Linked DNA regions of Mus musculus: region 1 is linked to region 2. A link is a contact called in public ChIA-PET data. All regions are on one chromosome and are shown on one strand. The core of a region is the stretch at or near the end of the contact, and the rest is flanking DNA. Distances in the headings are between cores, read along the strand shown.

Region 1 (5,923 bases), core at 206-2,705, 640 kb after region 2:
GTATGAAATTATACAGCAAGCAACGTGATCTATGTTCTGATTTTTTTAATCTAGCATACTTAATATTGCATAGTGTCTTTGGGGTTCCTCTGTACAGAGCATTCCTACTCCTGAGTTGTATGTTGTTGTGTGCATGTAACACAAGCTGTTTGTCTACTCTGCATTTAATGGGCTCTGGGGTTGTGTTTAACTTCTTTCACTCTTGAAGAGAAGTACTCTAGACATCTGTACACAGGGTTCTGTGTATAAAAGTTTTTATTTCTCTTAGAATTCCCTGCAATTTGATTATTGGTTGCACAATATGTGCTAAGTATGTTGAATTGACTTCTAACATTTTACTTTTTTTGTATTCTCATAACCATGTATAAAAGCTCCTATTGCTCTAACATCATCATTAACATTTAGGGGTTTTGTTTGTTTGTTTTGTTTTGTTTGTTTTTGAGACAGGGTCTCTCTACATAGGCCAGACTGGCCTCGAACTCACAGAGATCCACCTGCCTCTGCCTCCCAAGTGCTGGGATTAAAGGCATATACTGTCACGCCTAGTCGAAGGGCAGTTTTTGATGGAAGAACAGTTTGTCCAAGTACTGTCTGCTAAATGTTGGCCCTGGAGGTACAGCAATATGCTTTAACTCATACGTTCTTAGCAAAAAGTTGCATCTATTGGTTACCATTTCACTATATTACCACCGATATTTCTGCATCAATGAGTATTAGTTGAAACATGATTTGGAATATGCACTACACAGCATTCTCTTGATCACATCTTAATTTAGCTAAGCCTCTGCTTGGTGAATATTTATAGTAGATGTGATGACAGGTACATATAATTCTAACTCTGAGGAGGTGGAGACAAAAAGACTAAGTTTGGGGCTGGCTTGAGAAACTTAACAGGACCCTGTCTCGAAATGAAGTCAAAAGGACTGGAAAGGTGGCTCAGTTCTTAAGAGCCCTGTTTTAAAACAAATAAAACAATATAAGAAAGAAAAGAAATACATAATTACTATACTTGCACAGAAGTCTCTGTCCACACCTGCAATTCTTTTCTTAGCATGAGTGCTCAACACTGGGAAGCCCTTAGAAAGGAAAGGTGCTCACTTGTATTGTCTCTTAGAAAGACTATAGATGTCTTAAAGCAAAGACTCTGTCTTGTCCATTGTGACACCCCTGGACGTGACAAGGACCTCACACTGGAACACTGCTCTTACCAGAGAGAAGAATCGTTGACGTTAAGAAAGAATTCATCCAGACTGGATCTTCTCTACACTCTCCTCAGACCTCACTCTGTCCTGTAAACATCTACCTGGCTTTCCCAGGCTAACGAAAGAAGAGAAGGCTTGCCAAAGAGACTCAGGTTCCAGGGCAGCTTAATGATGAGCCTGGTTGTTGCTCAGCAATGCCCTCAAGGGGCCCCGCCCCCTGAAGCTATAAAGCCTTAGTGAGGTGAGATGAGCCAGTTACAACTGGCACTCAGCCTCAGAGCATCGGCAAGGCACTGGCACACAGGCACTATGGCAAACGAAGTACAAGTTCTGCCGTCCCCGCTGAAAGGGCGGTATGCCCCAGCAGGTAGGTTCCCCCACCTGACCTCGCTCCCACCGAAAAAGGCTTCCACACTCCATCTGAGAGGCATCCATCCTCCCAGAAGTAGTGTTGCTTTAACTTCCAGCAGCCCGAGCTCCTCCATGGTTGTAGATTAGTTGTGACCCCTCACCTAGGGGTTACCACCTTGGGGAGCCCTACCTTTCTCCAAGATGCCCATGGTTAGCTGACCTCATACTGACTTCCATGAAGAGAACAGCAGTACCCCGTTTCTGCTTCTTGAGTCTTTGGGCTTGGGCAATGCTCTCAACCCATAAACTGAGGAGCAGGTTTTAATAAGCACCCATTGTCTGCAGGGGCTCTAACAACTAGAGAGCCTTCCTTTTTTTTTTTTTTAAATCCATGCTATTGACGTCAACTCTGTGGACTCTAGAAAGTGGTTCTCCTGCAACTAAGCCTATGTTTACATAGCTTGACTAGCATGAACAGGCCTACTTTTAGTCAGTTTTACATTCTTCCAACTGCTATCCCTCTCCCCTGGCATCTCAAAAGCCTGGCTGCTTTGTCCTTGCCTGTCTCCATTTACAAATCCAGTTATTTGTATAATTCTTTGTCAGGTCTAAGAGGAGGCGGAGGCCTCTTAGCTGCTGGCAGGTAGGACAGGCACAGGCTTTGCAAAGGGCAAGGATCTGATACAGACCCAGAGCTTTCTAGAAGGCAGCCCAGTAGAATCAGAGTCTTCCGGCTCGTTCTACACACCATGGCCGGTCTGCTTTGCCAGTCTACGGACATTCCACACTTGTAGTTGGATTCAGCAGTTTTTAATGTTAAAATTTTAAAGGTTTTGATGCAAACGAGTCTGGGAGCGAACGGGCACGTTGTTGGAAGAGGAACTCATATATTGCATGGATAAAAAGAAATGCCACCACTCTCTTCTGCTGCCTCCACTCCCATCCAACTAAAAAATCCGATTTGCTACAGTACATTCATGCACAAAGTTAAACTTAAATGAGAGTTTGAATGATACCACCGGGGAACTTCCTGTCCCTGTCACTAATGATTGCTAATTGCTCTGTGTACAGAGCGCACCATGACTCTATCAAGCATGTCACAGTGCCTCTGGCATGACAATGAATTGTTATGAACTGTGACACTGCAGATAAGGGCTTTGGGATAATTGGGATGGAGATGAAGGCAGGCTTGCTCTCCCACTGAGCTCCAGAGAACAAAGAGGTTTCATCCTTCAGCTCGTCTTCCCCCAACCACCATCACCTTTTTTTTTTTTTTAATTTAAAGTCTGAACCAGTTTTCAATGATGCAAAGTTTTATTTATGGAACAAAACTAATAAGATGCCAAAAATTCTATTAAGTCTTCACCTGATATTTAGAAGCAAAATACAGATGTCTGACAGCAGGAAGCTAACGCCATATGGCGGGAAGGGGGAGGCGTGGCCGTCAGAACCGGACAAGGTCGAGTTTGAACTTCACCTTTTTTTTTTTAACATTTTAAAAATTTATTTTATTTGTTTACATTCCAGCCAGCCATTGCCCCTCCCCCACCTCTCCTGGTCCTCCTCCCACATTTCCTCACCCCATTCCTCCTCCCCCTTGCCTCCAAGAGGGTGCTTAAACTTCACTTTTAATCTATCTCTCTCTCTCTGAGCCTCCGTTTTCTTACCTCTGAAAGGGGATACTAAATGACATCAATCTGGTAAGGCTATTGTGAGGATGAAATTGATAATATAAAGTACCTGACACTTGAATGGTGACCCCTTTAAAACACAGGCCTGTAAGGCCCACTGGAGTCGGCAGAATGATCCTTCTGGACTCAGATGTGGGAGGCTCACTGGCACCTGCTGCAAGGGTCCAGACAGGAAACAACCTCAGTTGGAAGGCATGAGTGCTTGCAGCTTAGTTATGAGTGACACCTCTCAGAAGTCAGCCAGCTGGAACTCCCCCACCTATGCATGGGGTGGGGGGCACTCCCTTTATGCGTACTAATGTAATACATCACACCATTGCTATCCTTGATTTTGCATCCGTGTCCTGAAACAAGACAGTGTTCATTCATCAAAAGTAGCCTGGATCTCCTGCTTTTTTGATTTACCTTTCTCTTAGGATGTTTGTTTGTTTGTTTGTTTGTTTGTTTGGGTAAGGGTTGGTTTTCCGAAACAGGGTTTCTCTTTGTCTTGGCTGTCTTGGAACTCACTCTGTAGACCAGGCGGGCTTCGAACTCAGAGATCCATTTACCTTTAGGGGTTTGCCACCAATGCCAGTCTTTTTAGTTTTAGATGAACTAAACATTACACGAACATCAATAGCAAATTTTTGTGAGTGGAAGGTAGTCCAGGCAAGCCAGATGTGTGGCGAACAGGAAGATTAGCAGTTGCTCGGAAGCTCATCTCCAGTCCTGCCCTTTTTAAACTGATTTTACCCCAAAGCAGGAGAGCTGTATACAGAGATTCAGCTGTGAACCACAAGAGGTGTTTTCTGGCTCCTTTGGGAAAGAGGAAAGGTTATGGGGAAGGGGTATCATGAAGAACTCCGTAGGTGACCATAACTGCCTACGGACATGTGTCACTTAAAACAAAATGGAGGGCCAGGAGGATGGGGTCGTGCAGTGAGGGAAGGAGACAGGTAAGAAACACAACATAATATCATGTACTCATAAAAAGGCTATAATAAGTAGGGGGTGGGGGAGATCCACTATATACAACTGTCAAATAATACATAAAAGATATTCTATTAAAACAATAAAAATAAGCCATGGCACAGTGGTGCATGCCTTTAATTTCAGATCGCAGAGGGCAGGCGCAGGCAGATTTCTGTACATTCAAGAACAGCCTGGTCTACAGAGAGAATCCCAGGCCAGCTGGGACTAAATAGTGAGGTCCTTTCCCTCCACCCCCCCCCAAAATTTTAATTTTAAAAAGACATGAAAACTAAACAGAAGGACGTCTTGACTTTCATCAGTCCAACTGGTTAACTCATGCAGAGTAGGGAGGACGGATTAGGAGAGGAAGGGAGTTAGAGTAGGGAGGACGGATTGGGGAGAGGAAGGGAGTTAGAAGAGAAGCGTGTGAGATCCTCTGCCCAAAATACGGAAGGAAGAGCCTGGTGAACCCACGGGCAGCTGCCATTCGGTCACCCGTGCGCTGCACACACAGCATAGGAATTTCTAGATATGGCAGCAGCCCTTCAGATAGACGGTGTTCTACAGAGAAGCGCCACAAAGGAGCAAACTGGAACTCAGAGAGGCCAAGAGACTGCCCTGAAGCCACCCAGCCCCGAGACTGGAAAAATAAAACTGGCTTTGAGACAAAACTTCCTTGCTCTAAAAATCCTCTTTCCCTGAGAATTTTTCAGGGCTCTTGATTGGCAACCAAAAATTCTCTGAGAAGGCAACTTGGGAGTTGAGCCTTCTATAAGCTTTTGCCTTCTAGTGAGATTTTCAAATAAGTTTCCAGCTATAAGGCAGAGTGTGCACAAACTTTGTGTTTTCTTGCTTTCTTAGATTACATCCTCCATGGTCGAGAGGAGGAAAGGGCTCATTTTTCTTACAGGAAGATTTTTGTCTTGACTGCTCTCTACCAAATACTGAAAAAAAAAAATCTTAACAGGAAATTATGTAGAATTTGAAACTACAAGATCTATCTTTGAAAAATTACAAACCACAAAATCTACCACAAGAGCTCAGCTCTACCCCAGAGGCAGAAAGGGAAAGTTCCAATCCTCCTGCACCAACTTTGGATTCCTAATGAGACAACCCAAAAGAACATCTTCTTATTAGCATCTTCTCTTGTAGATGCTAATTCATTCTTCTCACCAAACGTCCTAAACATCTTACTGTGTTTGTGTTCAAGTTTGTACATATGGTTCTTTAAAATAGTAAGCCCACTCATGTTTTACTTCGTTGAATTGCAGTTGGTTTTACACAAAGATTCTAAAGAAACTATACCTTGAATAGGAAGCTAGAGTTGGGTGGAGGTGCATCTAAGTTTAAAAGGGCTGATTTAGACACAGTGGCTTCTTGGGAAAGACCTTCCAGCCATAGGTGGGTTCAACAAAATGGGCCAGGGTGTGATTGTCGTGGGCTATGGTGGTGATTTATCTAGATCCTGGGAGACCAGGGAGACCAGTGTTCCCAGAGAAGCCTTGAAGATGACCCTCCCACAAACTGGTTCCAACTGGTTCATTCACCACATGCTTGTGAGAACCTCCCTCGATAAATCAATATATCCACCCACAGACTGGGGATAGCTTGTGTGTCTTGCCACAAATCAAAGTGTCTTCCCTAAAGATTCCTGTTTTATTCTTTAACACGAAGAACCCCTGCAGTGTGGGTTTCTAGGGTACCCTTTGCTGTTTGTCTGTCTGTGAA
Region 2 (6,003 bases), core at 454-2,953:
TATTACATTTCCTTCATACAGTAGCTGTGACTCAGTGCCTCCTGCAGCTAGCAAAGTCCGTAAGACATAAAAGATAAACACCCTGAACGAGAGGCAGAATGAATGGTGAATAAGATAGAAAGCAATCCCACCAACTACCCCAGCAAACAGGAACTGATAAAAAAATTATCATCGTATTAAACATATACCCCTCATTATACCTATAAAACTAGAATGGTTTTGTGAGATATTTAACCATTCAAAGAGTTGGAAGAGCCAGGCAGTGGTGGTGCACGCCTTTAATCCCAGCACTTGGGAGTCAGAGGCAGGTGGATTTCTGAGCTCAAGGCCAGCCTGGTCCACAGAGTGAGTTCCAGGACAGCCAGAGCTATACAGAGAAACCCTGCCTCAAAACAAACAAACAAACAAACAAACAAACAAACAAAAAACAAAGAGTTGGAAGAATGAGGGAATAAAGGAGAACAAACCTCACATCTGATTTCTGTGAACGATGAGAAAAGTTAAAAGTCAGACCTGCCAGATTTACTAAATCTGGGACTAGAGAGGAGTAGGGTGGGTCCATGACACTACCATTTTTTCCTATTATGAACTGAAAGCCAAGAGACCACCCAGGCAGGTCCCTATACCTCACTAGCAACAGAAATCCACTTACTGCATACTTGCATGTGAAATCCCGATGTATACCAATATACAACAATTGTCTTTCTGTAACGCACATAAAAACCCCTGAGGGATGGTTACTTTTTTTTTTTTTTTTTTTTTTTGGAGTCCCCAACTCAACTAAATTATGAAATGACTGTGGTACTAGCGAGGTGTGCCTCTGGGTATGCATGTGAACATATTTCTCGAGAAGATTAACTGAGGAGGAAGAATCCTTCCAAATTAGGGGTGACATAATCCCAGTGACTGGAGTCCCTGGCTGAATACCATGGGACAAAGGGGAGAATGAACTAAGGGCTAGGATTCCCTTCTCTCCGCTTCCCGACTCACTCAGATGTGAACAAGCAGCCTCGCTCTCCCACTGCCACAATCAAGAGCCAACACTGCTACTCTGCCTATCCTGTATGAGCAACCAAACCGCCCTGAGCTGTAACCCAGATAAATCCTTCTTCCCTGAAGTTTTTTCGTGAAAGCTGTTTGGTCGCAGCCACAAGCATGCTACTGTAGCAGAGCATCTGTCTAAAAGCCCACCCAGGGGCTGGCACTTGCCACGTGTGACCAAGGAAAGACATCTGCCCTGATACCATGAGGAAATTGGTACAGTGCCTTGAACTCATGAATGGGTTGTAGGTAGACTTAGTTTAGCTTCATGATTGATATGCACTTGAGTTTTTAAAAATTCTTTAAGGCGATTAATAGTGGTGTAAGGAAAAATATACACAAAAGATATGCCCTTTAAAGTACAGAGCTTACACAAACCAGGCTAATAAGATATGCCAGTATGCTATAAAATTCCCGTCCCCAGCCAGGGTTTATTTCCTTTAACTTAATGGGCTGTAGTGGGCACCTTCTCCCCAGGTAGACGACGCAGATGCACTCGGAGGCAGAGGCAGAAGCTGGATTCTCAGCTGCTGGCAGGTGCATTCCTGCCCTTTCCCTCCAGCAAGCGATTTAAGTAAACAAGAGTCTTAAAGCCCGACTTCTCAACACTGCTTTAAAACCCTCTTTCCATTTCCTTTCTTCCTCCCCACGACTCTCAGAACTTTTGCAGGCGGCAAACATCAAAAGGACTAGAGATTTTTTAGAGTGATTCAGCTGCCCACGGCAATGCAGTCAACCTTGGTTTTCTTTCAGCCTGGGAAATGATCAGCGAAGAGGCTCAACAAACAGCTTTAACATCTGAGGCCAAAAAAGAAGCATAAAAATTTACTTTCATAAACACCTCCCGGGAAGGCTGATGTCTGATTTCCTCTTTTTTGTTTCTCTCTGTTTTTTTTTCTTTTTTCTTTTTGTAAAAGCAGCCTTTTAAAATTTCTATTGTAAGAATATTATAAAATGTTTACTGTCAGACTTTGGGGTGGTTGGGAAGATAGCTGATTTGGTAAAGTGGTTGCTTTGCGAACAAGAGGCTCTGGGTTTTGATTTCCTTGAACTCATGCAAAAAAAAAAAAAAAAAAAAAAAAAAAAAAGCTGAGCATCATGGCGGCATGCATTTGCACCCATAATCCTAGTGCTAGGATGTGTGTGGGAGGGACAGGAGGATCCTTGCTGGGTCTAGAGTAATTGGTGACCTCTGGATTCAGTGAGAGACGTTGTCTCCAAAAATAAGAGAGAAATAAAAGAAGAAACCTAAAATCAACTTCCAAATGCTGACACCATTGTATACACTAGCAAGATTTTGCTGAAAGGACCCAGATATAGCTGTCTCCTGAGAGACTATGCCAGGGCCTAGCAAACACAGAAGTGGATGCTCACAGTCAGCTATTGGATGGATCACGGGGCTCCCAATGGAGGAGCTAGAGAAAGTACCCAAGGAGCTAAAGGGACCTGCAACCCTATAGATGGAACAACATTATGAACTAACCGGTATACCGGAGCTCTTGACTCTAGCTACATATGTATCAAAAGATGGCCTAGTCGGCCATCACTGGAAAGAGAGGCCCATTGGACACGCAAACTTTATATGCCCCAGTACAGGGGAATGCCAGGGCCAAAAAAAATGGGAATGGGTGGGTAGGGAAGTGGGGGGGGGGGTATGGGGGACTTTTGGGATAGCATTGGAAATGTAATTGAGGAAAATACGTAATAAATAAATAACAAAAAGAAGAAACCTAATATAAATAACATCACACAAACATGAACACACACCTGAATACTTACATGCAAACCAAACACAGAGACTCCTGTGGTTGTCACCCAAGGAGTAACATCTGAGGTTGACCTCAAGCCTCCACAAGTGAATGTGTGCACGCTCACACTCACCCACACACAAGCACGCACACACACACACACACACACACAGACACACAGACACACATATAAACCATTTTCTTTAGCCATTTGACATATTCTAGAAAACAACAGTGAAGAGTACTAATTGTTGGTTGTGACTTTTCTAGGGCACTTTTCCTTGTGGCCCTCAGAGCTGGCTTACTCTTATTCCAGCTAGCCTGGCAGCCAGTTTTTTCAGTGGCTCCTCCTCCACTGTGCCTCCCTGAACAGCCTTTCCTCTGTCTGAGGATTCAGACTTCTAGACAAAGCCCTGGGATAAATGGTCCCTTTTGCTTTTAACAATGGACACCCCCAGAAGGCAGTGTCCCTAGTTATCTGGTCATCTGGTTAAGGTGACCCTGTCATTGAGCTTGATTGGGTATGAGCAAACCCCTGTGATGTCCTTTCCTAAATTACAAAGTGGGATTTGGCCTCACCCACCCTCCAAGAAGAGTCTCTTAGGATGCCTCTCAAAGGAAACGGAGAAGCTGGAGGAGGCCAATAGACCAGAGGATTATAATGAAACTGCCTTCCAAGAACTGACAATTTGTAAATTTTAATGCTATGTCAGAATTTTAATGAAATCCCTAAGTGAGGAGTAAACAGGGGGAAGGAGACATGGAAAGAAGTAGAGGAGGCTTTCTCATTCAGCTTGCTGGAATGAACATGACTGCTAACACTATCAAAATTTAATTTTAGCAAACAGCCAAATATCGGCCTATTTTGATGTAGCTGACCAACAAACACACTGTGTCTCTTGTCCATATTCTTCACATAGTAGAGCAACAACTTAGAAGGTTTCTTAGAGAAGAAAGTCATCTCTTCTTCCAAAGACTACAGGACCAGACAACAGACCTGGCTTCCCATGGGGCCTAAACATGACCCCTGTCAACAGTGAGGTCTACTGGCTCTACACTAAGCTGACAAGAGGTATCTCTGTTGTTCCTTAAAGGGAGGTTTTTCCTCTAACCTAAGTTGCTAGGCAATCAATCCCATTGTCCGGAACTGAGCTAAGTTAATGGCTATGATTCTAATTCTTAGAGATGAAGCCAGCCTTGTGGTTGGTGTGAAAAGCCAATCTTAGGCTCTCCACCAGACTCTTCAGTATAATCTTCCTTTCAGAAAATGTTTATGTCTTATTATTATTTGTGTTTGGATACGCAGGCCACAGTGTACATGTGGAGACCAGAGGACAGCTTTGTGAGGTTGGTTTTCACCCTTCTACCTTTATATGGATTCTATGGCTTGAACTTGGGTTGCCAGACTTGCGTGGCAAGCATTATTACCCACTGAGCCATCTTGCTGGCCCTGCATTACAATATTAATTGTCCTCTTTCAGATGCCACAATTCACATCTGTCAAGCTCTATGTGTTGTGGTCTGAATGTGATATGTTCTCTTACAGGCTCAGGTGTTTGAACATTTTGTCCCCAGCAAATGGTACTGCTTGGGAAGGCTGTGGACCGTTTAGATGGAGAGCTTTGTTAAGGAGGGTCTGGTAGAGGGGTTGTCTTAGTTAGGGTTGTATTGCTGTGAAGAAAGATGATAACCATGGCAACTCTTACAAAGGACAACATTTAATTGGAGCTGGCTTACAGTTTCAGAGGCTTAGTCCATTATCATCATGGCAGAAAGCACGGTGCTGTACATGGGGGGGGGGGGGGAGCCAATAGTTCTACACCCAGATAAGCAGGCAGCAGAAAGTGAATCTCTAAGCCTGCCCCCACAGTGACACACTTCCTCCAGCAAGGCCACACCCACTCCAACAAGACCACACCTCCTACTAGTGCCACTCCTTATAGGCTGAGCATTCAAACACATAAGTCTATAGGGCCATTCTCATTCAAAGCATCACAGGGCATCTTGAGGTTTGATAGCCTAGTCCTCCTTTCTCTTTACTATCTGCTTGCTTTTTGGCTGTGCATAAAATATGACCAGCCATCTCAAGAAAATAAATAATGTACCCTTTTATTTAAAACAAGAATATTCATGAAGGCCCTCTTTTGAATGTACAACTTTCTGATACCCTGTCCCTGGTTTGCTAAAGATTGTCACCAACAAATCTGTCCTCTGCTAACGTCCTTGGCTTAGAAAATAAGTTTGTCACTTTAGCCAGCCAGACAGTATTTTCTCCTTGCATGTGCACTTTAGACAGAAGCATCCTGTGTAGACAGCTCTGGTTCTATGCTTTAGAATGATCATAAGCCAAATTGGCATCAAAGTGGACGAAAACAAGTCTTCCTGAAAATAGTCCATTCACCACCGTGATTGGAGGGAACCCTATCTGAGCCTGCTCCAACATGAGGTCGCTTATGGAGGGCCTAGGAAGGGAGGCTTTGCAAGGTAAGCTTTGATTAACCAAAATCTCTGAGTCTGAGAGAAAAACAAGCCTCAAAAAGCCTAGGCCTTTTAAAACATTTACAGCTTTCAAGCCCACACATGCTCGCCTGGTGATGAAAGAACCCTTTTCTGTTTGGGGGATTTGAAAAGGGCAACAATAGCTGATAAAGTGATGGATTCTGTGCCCATTTGATGAAAACTTAAGAATGCTTTTCAATTAAGAATGTGCACTATAAACAGAAACAAAGTTGAGTGTTTTTAGAAATGCTATAAGTGTACATGCTTATTAGGTATATAAGAAGTGGCAAGTATTTTTAAATTGCCTTAAAGATATTCTCCTATACACATTTGCTATAAAATAATTCACCACTCAACTAGAATTTCAGCAGTGTCATTTGCCTTTGCTTTAGACTAGATGTGAAGAAGAGTCAGTCAGTCTATAATTACTTCCAAGAAATATTTGGAATGACATAGTATTAAGCATAAGGGAGCATAGCAGCATTAAAAATCAAAGTTACCAGAAGCGAGTGAAAGCAAGAGATGTTTCCAGGCAACTGCCACAAGTTAATTATCACTGCTGGGCCATGGGTTTATTTCTCACAGAGGTCAGCACTTGCTCCCCAGGTGGGACAGCCAAAACTGTGCCTGTCCAACACAATGTTTCCAGACCTGTCTCATCAGCAGGGGACTGGGCTTAATTGTATTGTATTTCTCAGAAAGTGGATGGTAAGCC

The links. ChIA-PET counts read pairs in DNA pulled down with a chosen protein or histone mark.
Region 1: an RNA polymerase II ChIA-PET map of memory CD8 T cells shows a contact between it and region 2, with 10 read pairs. The contact joins the promoter of Dapl1 here to the enhancer-like site in region 2. A contact is called at or near these places in 6 of 39 promoter capture datasets (3T3-L1-derived adipocytes, the SN4741 cell line, embryonic stem cells and 3 more), 2 of 115 datasets of contacts at active chromatin or transcription factors (memory CD8 T cells and regulatory T cell precursor) and 1 of 9 other capture datasets (liver).

What each region holds. Positions count from the first base shown.
Region 1 is chr2:59,483,198-59,489,120 of GRCm38.p6, forward strand. It overlaps Dapl1 (death associated protein-like 1), which reads left to right and starts at 1,456. Exons shown (of 4, transcript NM_029723.3): 1 at 1,456-1,569. The coding sequence starts at 1,512.
Region 2 is chr2:58,843,043-58,849,045 of GRCm38.p6, forward strand. The region is part of intron 12 of Ccdc148 (coiled-coil domain containing 148); the gene reads right to left. Among named protein-coding and RNA genes, the nearest start is that of Upp2, 91 kb to the left of the region's middle. Within about 2 kb of position 1,704, at least 24 of the 459 cell types and tissues checked have an H3K27ac peak or open chromatin away from gene starts, as enhancers often do. A contact at or near this core is called in memory CD8 T cells and regulatory T cell precursor, where this site is marked.